Regions from separate parts of the Mus musculus genome. Here region 2 is linked to region 1. Evidence: chromatin contacts called from public HiChIP or PLAC-seq data. All regions are on one chromosome and are shown on one strand. The core of a region is the stretch at or near the end of the contact, and the rest is flanking DNA. Distances in the headings are between cores, read along the strand shown.

What was found. HiChIP or PLAC-seq counts read pairs in DNA pulled down with a chosen protein or histone mark.
Region 2: a contact with region 1 is called in an H3K27ac HiChIP or PLAC-seq map of thymic regulatory T cells, with 12 times the contacts expected there. The contact joins two enhancer-like sites. A contact is called at or near these places in 2 of 484 Hi-C or Micro-C datasets (CD8 T cells and Th1 cells) and 1 of 115 datasets of contacts at active chromatin or transcription factors (thymic regulatory T cells).

Annotation. Positions count from the first base shown.
Region 1 is chr6:94,688,358-94,692,398 of GRCm38.p6, reverse strand. All of the region lies in intron 1 of Lrig1 (leucine-rich repeats and immunoglobulin-like domains 1), which reads left to right. Among named protein-coding and RNA genes, the nearest start is that of Lrig1, 9.8 kb to the left of the region's middle. Within about 2 kb of position 1,943, at least 16 of the 459 cell types and tissues checked have an H3K27ac peak or open chromatin away from gene starts, as enhancers often do. A contact at or near this core is called in Th1 cells and thymic regulatory T cells, where this site is marked.
Region 2 is chr6:97,315,865-97,319,905 of GRCm38.p6, reverse strand. The region is part of intron 11 of Frmd4b (FERM domain containing 4B); the gene reads left to right. Among named protein-coding and RNA genes, the nearest start is that of Gm32191, 65 kb to the right of the region's middle. Within about 2 kb of position 1,810, at least 42 of the 459 cell types and tissues checked have an H3K27ac peak or open chromatin away from gene starts, as enhancers often do. A contact at or near this core is called in Th1 cells and thymic regulatory T cells, where this site is marked.

The DNA of each region.
Region 1 (4,041 bases), core at 694-3,193:
GGAAATGAATAAATGAGTACCATTTGCCCCCCACAAGCAGCCCTGTCCCATTCTTGTAAAAGCTGATTTAAAAACCAGTTAGTCCTTAAAATTTGTTTTCTGTAGCTTCTTTGTGCAGCAGTGAGCAGTTGCCCCCAACCCCACTCCCTTCCTGTCCTTTGACCCTTCTACTAATGGATAATGTGCTGTTCAAATGATTCACTGCTCAACTCGCCAGAGCACACACTGCGCTGGTAAAATTCTGTCTTCTGGATTACCTACTTGATGATGGCTGTTGGGGATCCTCAGGACTGAATTTCTGAACTGGGGGGCATCAGGCATCTAGGTAGCACTAGGTCCTGTGGTCCCAGTACTCTCCCTTTGAAAGCCATTTGCATCTGAAGCACTTTGGGTTGGACAACAGGAAAGGGCTGTGAAAGCTGTCAACTGACTGTGACAAAGCCTGTTGCAGAGAGAACTTTTTTTTTATTCTTGTGAGGTGATTGGAATGACCAGCCTTAAAACCAATTCTGAGTTAAGGAAATGTTTGCCATGTAGCCTCTGTTGATGTAGGATGTTTTCTTCTTATCACTGTTTCATAAGAGAGACAAGTGGGCAGTGTATTAATGACGTCGTGAATTCTGAAACTGTCAGCCACCTTCAGTAATTGCCCATGCAGGCCTGTTTCATAGGCTCCATGCTCCTTTCTCCTTCTACAGGGTTTTACAGAAGTAAATCCAGAGCATGCCATTTTCTCTGTAAATGTGTAGGATGTTCATTTAGCAGGTTGGGGGGGGGGGCATACTCACATGGCAACTCCTCATTAAAAGATGACTTTAAGACATGGGAACATGAACAAGTTCTGAAAAATAATGGACTTGTTTTCTAAAGGAAATTCTGACAACGTGTTTACAGGATGTTTGCCAAGCACATATTTCATGCACCCTGTTTTTTATATTCTCAAATTACGCGGGTTTTTTTTTTCCCCCCTACCTTTGGTTTTGTGAGGAGAGTTTGAAACATTTTTAGCACCCGAGCTCAGTCAGGTTGTAAAAGTCACTTGAGTTTTCTTCCATAGATCCTTAAATGAGAGGGTTCTTCCAAGCTATTATTTAGATTAGACTCTATTAGCAAGCAAATATAATTACAATGGGTCATTTCAAAGAGGCATTTTAGATATTATTATTATTTAGTGTAGAGATGATTAGCCGGTTGGTTGTAGCTAAGTCTTGAATCTGAATTGAGTTAACTCGTGTTTACTTTGCAGGGCCTGACCCTCCAGCTGTGTCTACTTGAGTCTGCTTTAAATAGAGTTAGAAGCACCCTATAAGAAAATCCCCCAAAAGCACAGAGCCAGCTTCCTGGAACCCTCTGGGCTCCTTTTAGCTTCACACAGATTAGAACAATGCTTTTTCCTCCTTGCTACTGAGCGGTCCATGGTCCTTGGTTCCGTTTCTCTGTTCTCTTTCTGTTGGTTGGAGGAATTTCTTTAAAATAAAGTTGATGATTTTCATATTCTGTCTGTGAAAATCTAATTCTAGGTAAATTACATAGTGTTTAGTGGTTTAAAAATCCAGCCTGTATGTGTCATTTTAAGCTCACAGACTCAGTTAAGCATAATTAAGCCACTGTCATATTTGATTAGATACCATTTACAGTGGATCCTCTTGTTTACAAAAGCATGCATACACAAAAGAGTTTGCTAAAACGTATAGGCAGGAGAACTAACTATGAGGCTCTGATTGTAACTTTAAGTTCTGTTTTGCAGATTGGGATGTGTGGTACCTAGGGTCATCTTCATGCTCACAGACTGAGTTTTCTTTTCTTTCTTTCTTTCTTTTTTCTTTTTTTTGACTAAAATAATTTTGTGTGCGTCTGTGACTTCCTTTCTCCACCTGGGACAGTGTGAGTTTCTGGCACATGAGCGCCTAGTGTTTGCAAAACTTTATAAACAGCCAGAAGAGCTCGTAGCTTCCAGGAAGTGGGTTGTTGATGCAACCGAGTGATGGATGCTGAGGCCAACTTGAGTGGGGGGGATTGTCCGCTCCTCTTCAGGAGAGGAGAGCCAGAAACCAAGCCAAACAAAGTGTTTATTAGCTACCAGGGCTACCTCATTCCCAATTCACTGTTTTCTCAGACCCAATGTCCGTCCGTGTCTTGTCCACAGGTAATCTGACCTCATGGAAGAGGCTCTCTGCCTTACGCAAGAGAAAAACCAGAAATTCTGCTAAGATTTTCGCTTTGTATTTGAAATTATGTATGTATGTATGTATATGTGTTTGTTGTATGTGCATGTGTTCACATGTAGTGTGTGTGTGCTTGTGCATTCTCTCTCTTGCCCCTGGAGCCCAGAAGAGGGTGTCAGATGCCTTGGAGCTGGAGTTACAGGTGTTTCCGAGCCAGCCAACATGGGGGCTGGAGTTCAGAGTCTGGTCCTCATGGTTGAACAACAAGTGCTCTCAATCACTGAGCTCTCTCTCCAGCCCCCGAGAAGATGTCTAGATTATTTCACAACTCTGTTTGAAATAATAATTGGGAACAGTTTAATTATGTTAGTTCTGGACCCACAAGTGAAATTTCTAAAGTTGTGGATAATAAGAATGTGGTAATATGGAAACCAGCTTGCAGCTGAGTCTCAGCAGGCCTGAAGTTCTGTCCTGGCTCTGCTACTGACGGGGAGTGTGACCTCGGGCTGGTCATCTACTTACCTATCTGTAAGAGACTTAAGACTTATAAAAATTCATTTTTAGGGTTATGATTCTGGCAATTGGAAGCAAAGAGGGAGTGAATTTACTGATTATTGGATTTACTGGTAAGAGAGTAAGTGGGTCTGTGTATGGGATGCCTAGCTGAAAGTACTCTGGCTTCTCTGCACAGATACCTAGGACAGCCAAAGGAGAAATGGAGCACTGGGGGAGGGGCTCCGTTAGGGACCCTTCACTCAGCCTTTGGTATTACTAAGGAGAAGCAAATAGTGCACTTTAAAGCAAGGCGGACCTTCCCCAGTCTGAAAGTCCAAAATGCTTCAGATTCTGACAGTTTTGAGCGCTAGCATGACACCACAAGTGGAAAATTCCGTACTGGGAACTTCGTTTTCATGTACAAAAGTATTAAAATTAGTGTATAAAGTTGCCTTGAGGCTATGTGTATAAGGTGTATATGAATCATAAATGAATTCATGTTTAGACTCGGATAGACTCCTCATGTAAATAACCCAGAACTAAAAAAAAAATCTGAGATCTGGAAAACTGTGGTCCCGAGCATTCCAGATAAAGGATTCTGGGCCAAAGAAAACTACGGGACCTGCAAGCTTGACGTCTTTGACTTAGCTTTTGAGGAACATAGCTTTAGAGAAAAGGCAAGAAGTTCCAGGGTCATTTTAGTAGGGTTTTCTTAGGGCCACCGAAGGCCACGGATGGAGTAGTTGGATCAGTGAAGTTTTCCCCAGCCTGCTAATCTTTCAGCTCCATGGGCTGAGAGTACAGATTCATTGGCAACAGCTGCAAGGAAGGCCACACCCACAGCTCTGTCCTCTGGAGCCAGCTTGCCTTTGGTTGTATGCATGAACATGGCTGATTCTGAGTAGCTTTAAGCCATTTTCCCTGGGAGCTTTTCTGTGTGCTTTTCAGTGTGGACACTCAGTAGCCTGACTTTTGTACAAATCAGTGACTTCTTTCTCCAATTTTTGTATTCGCTCACTTCCTTTTTAAAAATTGTTTTATTTATTTCTCCAGTCTATTTTTGTTGTTGTTGTTCAATAGATACCAAATTTACCCATCTATGGGTTTCCTTTTGGTCTAATATTGTTTTTGGAAAGTCTTGATTTATGCCAAATAGGAGTTCCGTGGAGGACCTAGTAGCTTTTGTTTTTTGTATTCTTTATTTTAAATAATTATTTGTGTTTGTATGTGTGCATGTGTTCTTGTTTCTGTGGGTGTGGATGTAGGTGTGGGGGAGTCTGGAGGGCCAGTGTTGGGTGTCTCTCTTCTATGGCTCCCCACTTTATTTTGAAGTGGTCTGTCAATGAAGCTGAGACTCATTCTTTAGGCTAACTTAGGTGGC
Region 2 (4,041 bases), core at 561-3,060, 2.6 Mb before region 1:
GTGTGCATGACTGGGCCCTGTTTATATGAGGCTGAGGCTCAACCCCAAGGCTTTATGCACACAAGGCAAGTATCCTACCAACTGAGCCAGCCCCTCTTCTTAGGTTTTTATGGCTTGTATAGTACTTTTTAAAAAGATTTATTTATTTATTTATTTATTTATTTATTTATTTATTTATTTATTTATCAGATCCAGTTACACGTGGTTGGGAGCCACCATGTGGTTGCTTGGAATTGAACTCATGACCTTGAAGAGCAGCCAGTGCTCTTCCCCTGAGCCATCTCTCTGGTCCCTTGTTCAGCATTTTGAGAGAGAGAGAGAGGGGAAAAAATGTCTTTCACAAGAAACTAGACCATCCATCCGAGGGCAAGTAAGGCTTTAGTGTGTATGTCATGACCTAACTCTGGCTCTACAGCAAGGACTTCATCTGGAAAGCAGGGCCTGTAGGGGGACCAATAGGGCACTGCTACTCTAGGTATCTCCTAGACCATCCTGATGAAATGCCTTTCAAGATTAGCATCTTATTACTTCATAGCATGATAAGAGATCCTTGCAGTGAATATCTTCACTCTTGGCCTTCAGTTAAGTGATTTTTTTTAAAACTGTTGGAATTTCCTCGTGCCTGGAGGCGGATGTGTTAAGCAATACACACAGAGTCCTTCTGTTCGACTGCTATAGCAGCACTCCGTCCTGTACCAAAAGGTAGCAGCTTGATTATCTGTCTAATCTCAGACATCATGACTGTTTCCACTTCACCTTGCTCTTTCTGATGCCAGCTTGTCACCTTGGACCACAGAGAAGGTCCCTCTATCCCAGAGTAGGGTTTATGCTAGGAGACCAGGAAGAGTGCTGTCTGCATCAGTATAACACACTGTCTGGGGTGGAAGAGAAACTCTGGATTACAAAATGTGGCCAGAGGACCAGTCCATCCTGTTTGGAAAGTGGGTAATGAAGCTTCAGCCACACCAATAATCAATCTGTTTAAACCTGCAGAGCCAGTGGGAGGAGACCGCCAATCCTATCCCATGGGCTTGAAATGAGAACCAGTTTCGTGTTCCCACTGACCAGCTGGGACTTGGAACTGCCACTTAGCCTCTCTGCCCCCTCATTTTCTCATCTGTCAAGCTTGGAGGATTCTCCCTCCGCTTTCACCTCTCGGGGTTGTAGGCATCCAGTGGGCTAAAGGAAATTGTTCAGAGTGAAATGTGTGCCCCTGCACTCCATACTTCCCTGCACAGTAGGACATCTCTCACCACCTCTGTGCTTAATTCCAGTTAGGGGTTGAAATTCTGTGATGAGGACTTTCCAAGATTCAGTTGAGTGTAGTTAAAGAAGGTGAAAGGCATTGTAGAGCAAGCCCTTTATCCTTCAGGAAGTCCCCGTCTCATTGCAAGGAAGGCTGGGAAGCACTGTCTTCATGCTGGCAGGCTGTGGCCAAAGCTCTAACTCAAGTTGTTTTGTTACCAAAAAGAAATGCAAAAAAAAATATACTGTGGAGGAAGTAATTGTGGCTGCTAACTTATCTGTTTCTCTGAAAATATTCTAGAGAGATGGTTGGTGAAAACAAGGAAATCATATCACTGTAAACTCTGAATTGCCTCTGGTACAATTCTGTTGAGATGGAAGATCGGGCATGGGTGGGGAGGGACATTTGGTGTGTTCAGGGAAGTGACATTTAAGCTAAGACCTGAATGATGAGACGCTCACAAAGAACAGAGTGGTTTGTTCTTCGCTCACAGGAAGGAGGTAGGGTGAATGTTCAAAGGAGACCACTGACCACATCTTCAAGAATGAGAGGATTTCTTACATAGGAATGGCAGGTGCTCTCTGCAGAAGAGGAAATAGCTCTGCACAGAGGGCACCATCTCATACCCATGGCCACCCTCTTACTTGCTATACCTAGGACTTAACCAATGGTAGCATTGTCACACACACAAAGAAAAATGACATGTAGAGTTGGAGTTTGTAGCTCAGGTGTTTGCCTAAAGCTGGCAGGGTGCTTATCTAACACGTATGAGGTCTAAAGTTTGATTCCCAACACCATATAAACCAAGCACGGTAGAGTGTACCTTTGGTCCCAGTGTTCAGGAAATAGAGGTATGAAAATCAGAAATTCAAAGCCATCTTTACATTTAGCGCAAATTTGAAGTCAGACTGAGAAACAGTGAGTTCTGGGGGCTGGGTGTGGGGACAGGGAGAGAGAGACAGTCACAAACACAGAGACATAAACCATAAACAGAGTCAGAGAGTACCTGGTCATCTGCGGCGACACCTGGGAACAGCACCATGCCAGGCCTGGTTGTCTGACATGCATGCCCATGTGCCCCCATGCAAGTTGTAACAGGAAAGAGGCCAACCCCTCAGCCCTGGGTGGAGACATGGCCACAGAAGAAACTTTGGTGAGATGATGTCATTTTAGATATCCAGTTTTTACATGACACATTTTTTAAATACCCAGAACCTATCCTAACCCATCTAAACCTATTTGCAAAATAGCCAACATATTTAACTGATTACATGTGAGGTGTGACATTTTTACATACATATGGCTATGACATCACACCTGAAGAAGAATAGTTTTCAGACTCTGAGAATGTTCTGTTGGGATCTCTTATAAAAGTATTTTTACCACAACTGATACTGTTGAGTACACAGGACCGCTTTAGTCTGGGATAGTTAAGTCTCTCTAGCAGGTAACAGGTAACGTTTGTATCTAGAAAAGTACCTGAGCAACCATGTTGATTCTAAAAAGTATTATCTATGTGAAAGAATCGGAATTCTGATACTTACTATTATGGAGCAAAAGCATCTTCATTTACATATCCTACCTCTCAAAACCCAGAAAGAACACAAAATATTGCCCCCTAACTCAGCGTTTCTCAGCCCCAGCTGGATCACTAGCTTTTTTGAAGTATGGAACTCTCCTGAGCATAGAAGTACAGGGCACAGTGTCTGCACTTTGTCCTGGCAGCATCCTCTCTTCCCATGTGATCACCAGCCAAGTCCCCTCCCACCACCAGATAGCCTGGAAGTGGGGTGAGGTGGGGAATAGTTCAGTTGCCCTGAGCTGCAAACCACTAGTAATTGTTGAGGGATATGCAGGTCACAGGGCACATATGTAATCCCAGTGCTTGGGAAGCTGAGGCAGGAGGATCAACATGGGTCTAAGACTAGCCTTGGCTGTGAAATCAAGCCCCATTTCAAGGGACTTGGTCCTATTCCACAAAATGGCTGCCATAATTGCCTTCTCTGTTCTTTTTAATCTGAAGTATACATGAATATTACTCTTTCCCTTCCTTTTCTCCTCCTCCTCCTCTTACTCCTCTTCCTTCTCCTCCTCCTCTTCCTGTTAAAAATACAACAAATGTCACTATAGATTCCCCCCTGACCAAAAAAAGAAGAAGAAGAAGAAGAAGAAGAAGTGATGTGCTATGATGCTATGCTGGCATTTTGGATCCTGACTATGGTTGCAGGTGAATCCCAGATCCATCCCTGCTGCCTGGGTGTCTTGTCAGTGGCCCTTCCCTTCTGTGAGCCTTTGTTTTCTCCTGGACGGGATTTAGCTTAAGACGGTGCTTCCATGTCTGGTTGTGGGGAAGGGTCAGTGCACATGGTTTTTGGTACCCCAGAAGGCATTAGCAATATCTTTATTCATCAGATATAACCCTCAGAATAGGTTAGTGCTGCCTGGTTTGCTTTGCTTCACATCATGGGATATGGGGGAATCACCCTCCCCGAGTGACTCATTGTTTGATGTACCTTAGTTGTGATTATCCTGAATTTAGTCATTTCCATTTGAATTTGTAGTTAAATGATTAACCTATAATACAGGAGCCAATGAAAAGTCCCAACTCCTTGTGCTATCTTTTCCTATCCCACCTTACTCTCAGACCTGGGTGATATGTAGTTGCAGTTTGTCATGATGTAAAAGAGAACTGGGTCCTTTCTGTCCAAAGTGCTCCCTATGAGGGGGGAGGGGGTCTTATGATCCTCCAGCAAACCCCTTGCCCTATGCAGCAGGTTCTCCAACATTCCTCTGCT